Linked DNA regions of Mus musculus: all the other regions are linked to region 2. A link is a contact called in public HiChIP or PLAC-seq and promoter capture Hi-C data. All regions are on one chromosome and are shown on one strand. The core of a region is the stretch at or near the end of the contact, and the rest is flanking DNA. Distances in the headings are between cores, read along the strand shown.

What was found. HiChIP or PLAC-seq counts read pairs in DNA pulled down with a chosen protein or histone mark. Capture Hi-C pulls out chosen DNA fragments and counts their contacts.
Region 1: a contact with region 2 is called in a FOXA1 HiChIP or PLAC-seq map of pancreatic cancer cells. The contact joins the promoter of Bmp8b here to the promoter of D830031N03Rik in region 2. A contact is called at or near these places in 1 of 39 promoter capture datasets (cranial neural crest) and 1 of 115 datasets of contacts at active chromatin or transcription factors (pancreatic cancer cells).
Region 3: a promoter capture Hi-C map of pancreatic islet shows a contact between it and region 2. The contact joins the promoter of Ndufs5 here to the promoter of D830031N03Rik in region 2. A contact is called at or near these places in 1 of 39 promoter capture datasets (cranial neural crest), 1 of 115 datasets of contacts at active chromatin or transcription factors (astrocytes) and 3 of 9 other capture datasets (adipose tissue, liver and pancreatic islet).

Annotation. Positions count from the first base shown.
Region 1 is chr4:123,103,053-123,106,480 of GRCm38.p6, forward strand. It overlaps Bmp8b (bone morphogenetic protein 8b), which reads left to right and starts at 2,109. Exons shown (of 7, transcript NM_007559.5): 1 at 2,109-2,623. The coding sequence starts at 2,299.
Region 2 is chr4:123,410,068-123,413,332 of GRCm38.p6, forward strand. D830031N03Rik (RIKEN cDNA D830031N03 gene) reads right to left here and starts at 1,844. Exons shown (of 1, transcript NM_001167918.1): 1 at 1-1,844. The coding sequence starts at 640. The region is part of intron 57 of Macf1 (microtubule-actin crosslinking factor 1); the gene reads right to left.
Region 3 is chr4:123,716,305-123,719,720 of GRCm38.p6, forward strand. It overlaps Ndufs5 (NADH:ubiquinone oxidoreductase core subunit S5), which reads right to left and starts at 1,882. Exons shown (of 3, transcript NM_001030274.1): 1 at 1,809-1,882.

The DNA.
Region 1 (3,428 bases), core at 859-3,358, 310 kb before region 2:
CAGGATCACCAGGAATGCCAGGAAAAGTTTTCAGCTGTGCCTCTTAACCAGGTGAAGATCAGCAAAGACCAGAGACCAAGAAGCATTTAGCTACACAAGCAAGCCATGCCTCTGTCACTGTCCGTTGAGTCCTATTTATATGCCCTCAGAATATCAGGTGTTCTCCACGAGTCTTGAGTCTTAGCAAATTTCCCCATGCGTCTGTCTCAGCTGACATCACTCTGCCAATCAGCCTGAGTCCGCAGAAGTGGCAAGAAGCTGCACACACCACCAGAAGTTTCTGGTGCTTTTCTCTCTATGGAGTCCTGACAAATGGAGCTCAGCTACGCAGTGTAAGGTGGACCAATACACTTGTGTTGTTAGCAAGAGATCCTTTGTCATGTGTCTTTTCACATGCTTGCTTTAGCAGAACATCCTTTCTCCTGTGTCTGCTTCAGCTAAACATCCCTTTTCACCTGTGTCCACTTCAGGAAAAACACTCCTTCATGTGTTTAACCCAGCGAAAACACCATCCAACACTTTCCAGAGAACCCTTAAGGTTCCACTGCAAGCCAGTTTTAAATATTTGAGAAGTACAATGGCAAAGCATCATTGAGTACAGCAAATGGGGTCATGTTTTGTGTGGTAACTAATGTACAAGGCTGAGAGTTTAGCTCAGTGTTTGGGCATTCATTTAGCCTGTAGAAGGCTCTGGTTGCAATCCCCAGTACTGCAACGCAACACACACACACACACACACACACACACACACACACACACGAGAGAGAGAGAGAGAGAGAGAGAGAGAGAGAGAGAGAGAGAGAGAGCTCTACCCGCCTCCAGCATCAGCACCTAAGTCCATCCTCATTTCAACCTATCCTTGCCTTCAGTATCTTTGTTCTGTCTCACCTAGCCATTTTCAATGGTTAGTTGGCATATCCATTGTCTTTATGGGACTTTGAAATAGTATGGAAATTGACCTGTTGATTCGGTTATAAGACTAGTGTGTGCTTGAGGCACAACTGAAAGATTGCATTAAGGATTTAATTGACATTTAAATCTTTGAGGGGCTGGAGAGATGGCTCAGTGGTTAAGAGCACTGACTGCTCTTTCAGAGGTCCTGAGTTCAATTCCCAACAACCACACGATGGCTCACAACCATCCGTAATGGATTCTGATGCCCTCTTCTGGTGTGTCTGAAGACAGCGACAGTGTAGTCACAAACATCAAATAAATAAATAAATCTTTTTTTTTTTTTTAAACCGTTTAGGGGATCACATCAAGATGATTTTGGTGGTGTGATTTATTTGGAATATTATTTTGAATCCACGCTAAAGAATTCATAGTTGGTCAAAACCCTTATGTAGCGCACTGTCTGTTAAGCCCTTTAACGCATATCCCTCTTGGTAGCCTCTCCAGCAGCCAACCACCCAGTGCCTGAAGCTTTCTAGTTCCATTGTTGTGCGGCCTGAGGGAAGGTGTTTAAGCTCTGTGTGCCTGGGTTTCCCTCCCGGATACTCCAGAGTCAATCTGAGGTTGGATTAGCCAGCAGTGTGGTCTGTCTGGGCCTGGCAGAGAATAGCTTGGCGCACAGAACCAGCGCTCATCGGTGAAGGAGGCGTCTTCCCCGGACAGCGGGGAAGGCACCTAGCAGACAGGAGCGGCGGAGTCCGGGCCCTGGCAGCTTCTGGCGACAGAATGTGCCCCACCCTCGAGGCATGGTTGGCATCCGCCCCGCCCCGACGGCCAGTCCAATGGGCGCTTCCGGAGACATGTGGGGCCCACCCCAGCTCCCGGACTTGGGCGCTCTCCCAACTCTAAGCAATTCGCTCCAAGGTGCAGGTGTCTGCTTCAGAGACACCGACGTCTCCGCGCGGAGCCCGGAGTGTGCCCAGGCAGATGGATGGGGGCCCAGGACACCCATGATGGCTTCTCCCCGACCGGTGATACCTACCTCCGGGTCCCACTCGCTCCCTCCACCCCCACCTTTAGTAGTAGCGGTACAGACACCCTGTAGACGTGTGTCCGCGCTCGGGCCCGCCCCAGAGCCCCCATTGGTTGAGTTCACTAAGGGGAGGAGCCGAGGAAGCGCTCCGGGTTCTAGTCCCCGAAAGTCGGTCCTGCTCCGGACACTCGCTATTCCCTACCGCGCGGGCCCACGTTGCTCTGCGGGACCTACAGGCTGGGCTGCTGCCTGCGGAGCGCGTGGAGCGCAGTCGTCTTAGAGCTGCCCGCGACAGGTGCGAACTCGGGATCCGCGGCGCTGTCCCATCCTTGTCGTCGAGGCGTCGCTGGATGCGAGTCCGCTAAACGTCCGAGATGGCTGCGCGTCCGGGACTCCTATGGCTACTGGGCCTGGCTCTGTGCGTGTTGGGCGGCGGTCACCTCTCGCATCCCCCGCACGTCTTTCCCCAGCGTCGACTAGGAGTACGCGAGCCCCGCGACATGCAGCGCGAGATTCGGGAGGTGCTGGGGCTGCCGGGGCGGCCCCGATCCCGAGCACCGGTCGGGGCTGCCCAGCAGCCAGCGTCTGCGCCCCTCTTTATGTTGGACCTGTACCGTGCCATGACGGATGACAGTGGCGGTGGGACCCCGCAGCCTCACTTGGACCGTGCTGACCTGATTATGAGCTTTGTCAACATAGGTGAGTGTGCAGAGGGACCCAGGGTGTCCGCAGTCTCCACGTGGAGAGCGCATGGCTTCCTGTCTTGGAGGGACTATTCTAGCCATCTGACTGGGGATAGGCCTCTAGGAGCGTGAGGACCCTGCTTAGGGAATCGCTATGTGGCAGACTCATCACCCGGGAAGCAAGGACTACAGGGGTCAGGACTGGAAGGTCTGAGTGCTAGCGCAGGTTCCCCAGGCCTTGTCTCACCATGATGCCTAGGAGTAGTTATCTGGTGATGCCCAGGTCCCCTAGGTGGCACCGGAAGTCAGTCCTGGGGAGACTGATGAGTAAATGATGCTGTCACTGTGATAAAAGCAGCCCTGAAGAGAGGGACAAAGTTCAGTGTGGAAACCTGTGGTCATATCAAAGTGACCAGAGCTGACCCTCACGCCCGGATGGCGGGCTCTTTCTGTGTAGTAGGAACTGGTGGGTGGGGTGCAGTGTCAGGAGGTGGAGTGGACAGACTCAGACATGACTGTAGTCCTGTGGGCCTGGGCCCTAGCAGCTGGACCTTGGCCTGGCACGGAGAGTGTTCAGGCCAGTGAGTGACCCAAGGGGCAGCTGTGAGTCCATTCTCCCGAAGCGTGGCTCCTCCTTTCTCCAGGGACCTGTAGACATCAGGACCACTTTCTCCTACGAGTCTTAAAGGTCTTTTCCCCAAAACTTTTATCTGTAGCCATAAGCATTTACTGTTGGTTCAGTCCCTACCTGCTTTGCTCCTGTCTGTAACAGACAGCCTGGGGCTAGGACTGGGTACCAGGACTTGAGCTGAGAGCAGGGC
Region 2 (3,265 bases), core at 594-3,093:
CTCTCAAATTTTTTACATTTTGCACTTCTGGAATATCTACAGATTTGGACATGTGTTCCAAAGTAACGGACTCAGACTGAGGTTCCCTGTGGTCAAAGTGACCAGAACTTTCTGTCAATGCAGAACTGGATTCTTTTTTCTCTTGCAAGGAAGGATTTGAAGCTCCAGCTTCTGATACTTCACTGAGAGAAGCCTCCATCCTTTCTGCAAATTCTGGGAAGTTGGGTGGCATGAAGGACTTCCACGATCTCCTGTTAACATTATCTTTGCGTTCTGCATTTGGCCGACGTCTGGGTGGCACGGGTGCTGACTTCTGCACATCACTGCTTAGCTTTAATGCATCAAATATTATCCTCTCATCCAGCTTCTTGCCTTCTGGTCCTCTAGCTTCAAAAACATTAGATGATGCTCCTAATGTACCATTGCTGGATATGGTACTTCCTTCCATCTTCTCCATGGTGCTTTTTGACGTCTGATTAAGTTTTGACCCCTGGTCAATCTGTTCATTTATCCTCATTGTATCGTATATAGACCGCTGTGGAACATAGCAATCTTCTATATAGCCATCCTCATCTTCCCCTTTACCCAGGCAGGTAGGGTTCCGCCTTAAACAGTCTGGCCTGCTAAGTGGCTTACCCATACTTTTTCAATAAAGATGAACCATCAATCTTTCAAAAGTTTTTTTTCCCCGCCACGGGTTCTCTCAAAATACATTCTACATGAATTGTAAGTCCTCTTACATGTTTATACTCCAAACCACCAATTGCATCTGCCTTTCAGAAAGATCTGGAAGTTCCCAATTTGAAACCATTTTGGGAGAAACTCTAATAAGACAAACAGGTTTTCCCTCACAGGCTAGCAGCCTCATAACTGCAGAAAGACAAATGATATTATTTAATCAATAAACATAAAACAAATACTTGTATGGCTTCTGGTTTTACTTTTCTAAAGCCCTTTCAAATTCAGTCAGCAAAAAAATCGTTTGATATTGACAAGTCTTATTCAATATCTAGTTTCACTCGATTCGCACCAAAGCTGAGTTGGAAGCAGAAAATGTATACCAACTATGTCCTTTATAACAATGGCACACCCTCTCTAGCCTTCAAGTATGGTCCAAGCTCCTAAGAATTCCTTTCATTTTATCCTGTGTTCAGCCCTAAAGAGTCCAGCTGGTCTGAATTAGCCATTCGTCCTCTCTAGTTGGGTGTTTGCATTTGAACAGGGCTGGTCAGCGGATATTCCTGCAACTTTAAACACAGGAAGTCCTTCATTCGGGGCCAGCTTGGGGCTTCCTGTCTCCAAAACATCATGGCATTGTTGTGGCTTCCAAGCCAACACTGTATCGTGGCCGCAAAACAAGGCGAGTGGAGGCCCACGCTGGGCCTTTCAGAAGGCGGGCAGGCTGCGGCAGCGGCCAAGAGGCAGTCTGGACTCACTTAGCACCGCCCGCAAACCCGCGCCATGCCTCGCGCCCCGGAGGGCCAGGGTCGCCTCACCGCAACCTTGCAGGTGGCTCCCGGCGGGCCGGCCTTGGGTCTAGCGCTCAGGAAGTTAGTTTGTCCCTCCGGCAGCAGTAAGTCCCGTGTCCTGTGGGCGCCGCCTCCCCGGCCACTGCAGGTCCCCGGCCCCCAGCCGCCGCGTCGTGGGCTGCATGACAAGCAGTCGCCTCTTTTCTCCACCACGCCGCCGGCCCTGCAGCCGTCCTCCCCGCCCGCAGCTGTCACGGTCCCGGCATGCAAACTTCTGGCCGGGAACAAAAGGCTCCGCTCCGGCCGCACGAGGGGGGCGAGCCCGCCTCTCTCACGCCGCGCGGCCCGCTCACACGCCGCTGGCTGGAAGTGCTCGGGTGGCGGGCGGATCTCCTCCCCCTTCTAGCCCCGCCACAGCCGCTGCCCCGCCCGGGCAGCCCCCTTGGAAGCCCGGGAGCGCGCGGCGCCGACTGCTAGGGAGGAGGACGGGGGCGGGGCCTATAGGGAGCCCCGCCGGGAGGGGAGGGGGCGGAGGCAAGGATTGGAGGCCAAGGCGGCGAGGGAGGGGCTTCCCGGGGTTGGGGCGAGGGACTCCAGCTCATCCCGCACCCCCTCTAGCTCACTCCCTCCTCACCCACGGGAGTAATAGTGTCCCCGCCTGCGAGGGTGAGAGGAGAGGGGCAGTCCTGGTCATGCCGGGCAAATCCCCTGACAAAGGAAAGCCCCGCCCTCACAACGCTGGCCCGGCCCCTCCGCCCCCGCTTCTTTCCAACCGGCGGGATGGGAGCCCAGCCCAAGGGCGAACCCAGAAGGGGCGCCCCCGCCGCCCCCACTACCAGCCGGTAGTGGCTAGGGCCACTCGGGGGCCCCATCTGCCGGTAGAGACGTACGGGCTGGGGTGGGCGGTCTGCACTATCCTAGGCTCCAGCTTTGCCGCCAACGACTATCCCTGTATTTTTCCAATGTCACCTCTGGCGCTGACCAAAGAACAGGCTAGCCTTAAACACAGTCTTTTCTTGGCATGCCAAGGAATTAAGTTAGACTCAGGAACCAAGTTATTGGATAAACTCTAGGCACAGTTTCCCTTCTCAAGTATGTCAGATCTTGGCCCATTTCGCCACCTGGATTTCTCTGCTCAGACTTCAGCGGTCTTAATGACCGGAAAATGGGGTGCGGGTTGCAGGGCAGTGGAGACTCTAGCAGGAACAGCCCATGACCAACACCTGGATTGGCTATAACCGCTGTGCACGTCCAAGGAAATCTGAGCCTCTGAAGGGCTAGATGAAAAGCATGAGTTCATATTTCAAGTCTCAAGAATGAAAATATTAGAGAAATGTGTTACACAATCCTGCAAACTACGTTCTGGATTTTAGGAAAGCTATCTAGAGACCCTGTAATTGTTAAGAAAAGTACAAAGCAACCCAGAAGACTGCCTGCCAGAGGTAGCTTGCATCTCTTTGAGGTGTAATACTTGACTCCCTTTATGATGGTCCCTCGGATTTCATGAGGATGAAAAAGGTCAGTTAAAATGTACAAAGTCCTGTTGGCCCAAGTAGTTAATATAGATGATAAAACTTATGAGAAAGTTATTTCTACTCTTCACACAAACAGTAAATAAAACGAGTCACTGGTGTGTGGAGATTTGGCAGTGAAGCTTGGAGCTAAGCCTTAAACTTACTTGAGGAGCCAGAAACTCCTTGGCAAAAATGAGGTACAGGCTGAAGCCCATGATCAGATTAGTCAAGTAAAAGACAACTTTGCTTGGCAAAATGTTTTATACTTCATTTCTCACTCCT
Region 3 (3,416 bases), core at 632-3,131, 310 kb after region 2:
TACCAGCCTTTTTTTACTAAGATGGGCTCTCCCAGAGTAATTTGGGGACTTTCACAAAACTCATGGACTAAAAACCCAAATTAATTTTTTTTCTTTCTATGTATAAGGTTATTTTTTTCAAGGGTGAAAAAAATTGTTTTGACTCAAATAAACAAACTAAAAGCAAAACAAAAAACAAAACAAAACAACAACTCTCCCCCAAAAAAGAAAAATGAGAAATAATATAAGCACACTATTTATTTACATTGTTCTATACATTCTTTCCATCCCAACCTAAATGACACGTGTCTTTGGACACTCTCTTGTGTCTCTCCTTTTATAGAAGTAGTCTGTCCTAGGCTGGAGAGATGGCTTAGAGGTTAAAAGTGCATGCTGCTTTAGCAGAGGACTCGAGCTGGAGTCTCAGCAACCACTTTGGGTGGTTTACAAGTAGCTGCAGCTCCAGCTTCAGGGCCGTATGATGTGTCTGGCTTCACGGAGTAGCTACACTCACATGCCCACAGTCATACATCCACACATAATTAAAACTTTAAAAAGTACTTTGTCCACCGGGCAGTTGTGGCACATGACTTTAATCCCAGCACTTGGGAGACAGAGGCAGGCAGATCTCTGAGTTCGAGGCCAGCCTGGTCTACAAAGTGAGTTCCAGGACAGCCAGGGCTACACAGAGAAACCCTGTCTCGAACCCCCCCCCCCAAAAGTACTTCGTCCATTACTGTAACAGTCTATTTACTTCTATGTTTTTCCTACTGCTTTTGTTTTGAGAGCAAAATCGAGCAGATGCTAGTTAACTGCTAAAAATAAATGAACAAGTCAAATTAAAATTTTGTAAAAAAATAAAAAAAATCAGGAAATCTCAAACAACTTACACGTACAACTATAAAGCAGTGGATAGATTCTGGTGCTCAGTAGAATATGACATACATTAAGCAAAAAGAACATATGGAAAATACATAGTAAAGTTGACATAGAACAAAATAATCCCAAACGACAAATGTGCTTAAGAATGGAAAGCAAGCGCAGCACCCACATCAAAACCATCCTGTACGCGGACATTTAGGTGAATTTAATTTATAAAGCTCCCTCCCATTCTTTTAGTCATTTACTGTGTATGTCAGAGGCAAATGGGGGAAACGGCTCATCATAAGCACTGGAGACCCACACTGGGAACCTGAGTAAGAATTCGGGGGAGGAAGCCATTGGGAGAATAGAAAAAGTCCCAGAGGAGGATCTACATCGCTCTCTCTCTCGCTCTCTCTCTCTCTCTCTCTCTCTCTCTCTCTCTCTCTCTCTCTCACACACACACACACACACACACACACACACACACACACACACACAAACATAGACAACAGAAGTTATGACAATGAGGACGGACAGAGGCTCTGGAGCGGCTGCTGAGCCAAGTGCACAACAGGAAGAAAGTAGAGGGCTCTGGGGACCAAAATCAGGATGTGGTGCACGCCTTTAATCTCAACACTTGGAAGACAGAGGCAGATGCTTCTCTGTGAGTTCAAGGCCAGCTTGGTCTACAGAGTGAATTCCAGCCTACACAGAGAAACCCTGTCTCAAAACAAAAACAAAAAGGAGCGGGATGTCAGGGTAGGAAGGAGGCCAAGGCAGGAGTCCGGCAGACGGTGGATTTGCTCCGGAGGGCCGGGGGTGGGGGTGACGACCTAGTTACGGGGTGAAGGGAAGGCAGGAGGACACGCCCAGACCTGGGCCACCCACAGAGAGAGGAAATGTGTCAAGGAGCTAATCCTGAACGAAACTTCTTGGCTGTGCGGACACAGCAGCGCCTACCGCACCTCTGCAGTGCCCTTGTCAGGTCCCTGGTGCAATTCCCGACCGCCGGCTGCGGGAGGACGCAGACGCCTGCCGTAAAGGACGCCCGCAGCACGACATCTCCAGAGCGACGCCGTAAATCAACCACCGGCCGAGGAACTGTAGAAACCAAGCACAGCGGGTCTGCGCCTGCGCAGCAAGCAGCCCAGCCTCCAGACGCTGACAGCTGATAAACCGACTTTCCCCATACTACTGCGCCCGGTAGTGAGTTCTCCCTTTCAGCACTGTCGTGACCGTTGATTGTTGTGCTACTTGAGCAAGGTCACACTCGAGAAAGAGTAGTGCTTCCCTCACCCCAAGGAAATGTGGTGATTAAAGCTCGTGTGCCGTGACCCCAAAACTTGTGTGACTGTTTCCCAGTTTCACGGTGGCAGTTTCCCTTTTTGGTAATAAACATAATAGCCGGGCTGGAGAGACAGCTCAGAGGTTAAGAGCATTTGTTGATCTGGGAGAGGTCCTCGGTTTAACTCTAGATTCAGGGGACCCAACATAGTTCTTCTAACCTCAGCAATACCAGGAGCACACACATGGTGCACATACATGAAGACAAAACTCTCGCACATAAAGTAAATCTTAAAAGAAAGATAATAGTGCCTAACGTGGTGGCTCAGGCCTTTAAATCACAGAAATTAAGAAACGGAAACAGGTGGATGTCTATGAGTTCTAGGCCAACTAAGGCTACATAGTGAGATCTTGTTACAAACAAACAGCTATAGAGTTACTATAGGGACTTCTTTATACTGTGACATGATGAAAACGTTCTTTGATGTATTAGCTGACATTTGCACCAAAGCAATCAGAAAGCTGAGACAGGAGGATGTATCCTCTTGAGTTCAAGGCTGGCCTGGCCTATAAGACAGATGCTGTGCCTGCGAATGAACAGTTTCTGGAGAAAATTCCCGAAGTCCATGTGGTGGGTTCAATAGGAATGGCCCCCATAGATTCACGTGTGTGAATGCTTGCCTCATAGGCAGTGGCACTATTAGGAAGGGTGGCCTTGTGAGAGTATGTGTGGCTTTGTTGGAGAAAGTGTGTCACTTTTGGGGAGGGATTTGAGGTCTCCTATGCTCAAGTCAAGCCTAGTGTGGATTAGTCTCCTTTTGCTGCCTGTTGATCAAGATGTAGAAATCTCAGTTCCTTCTCCAACACCATGCCTTCCTGCATGCTGCCATGCTTCCTGCCATGATGATAGTGGACTAACCTCTGAAACTGTAAGCCAGCCCCAATTAAATGGTTGCCATGGTCACAAGTCTTTTTACAGCAATAGAAACCCTAGTAAGAGAGTCCACAATTTATTAATTTCATTCAATCACTCCAACTTGCTCCACTCACCCCCTTCCATCGGCTGGATGTCCCATATGAAACTGGTTTCAGTTCAATTAAAGTTTTCTGAGCACTCAGCCTGTGTCCAGTCAAATATTGGCTCATTATGGAAGTAGTGAACCATACTCACAAAGTTCTAATGGCACGGAACTGATGGCCACCCTTTCCAACCCACCCCTCTCCTTATGCCACTGTGAAGGCCTGCTTAAGGGTCTCATGTGCTCAAATGCCATCAGGTAACTAGCCCC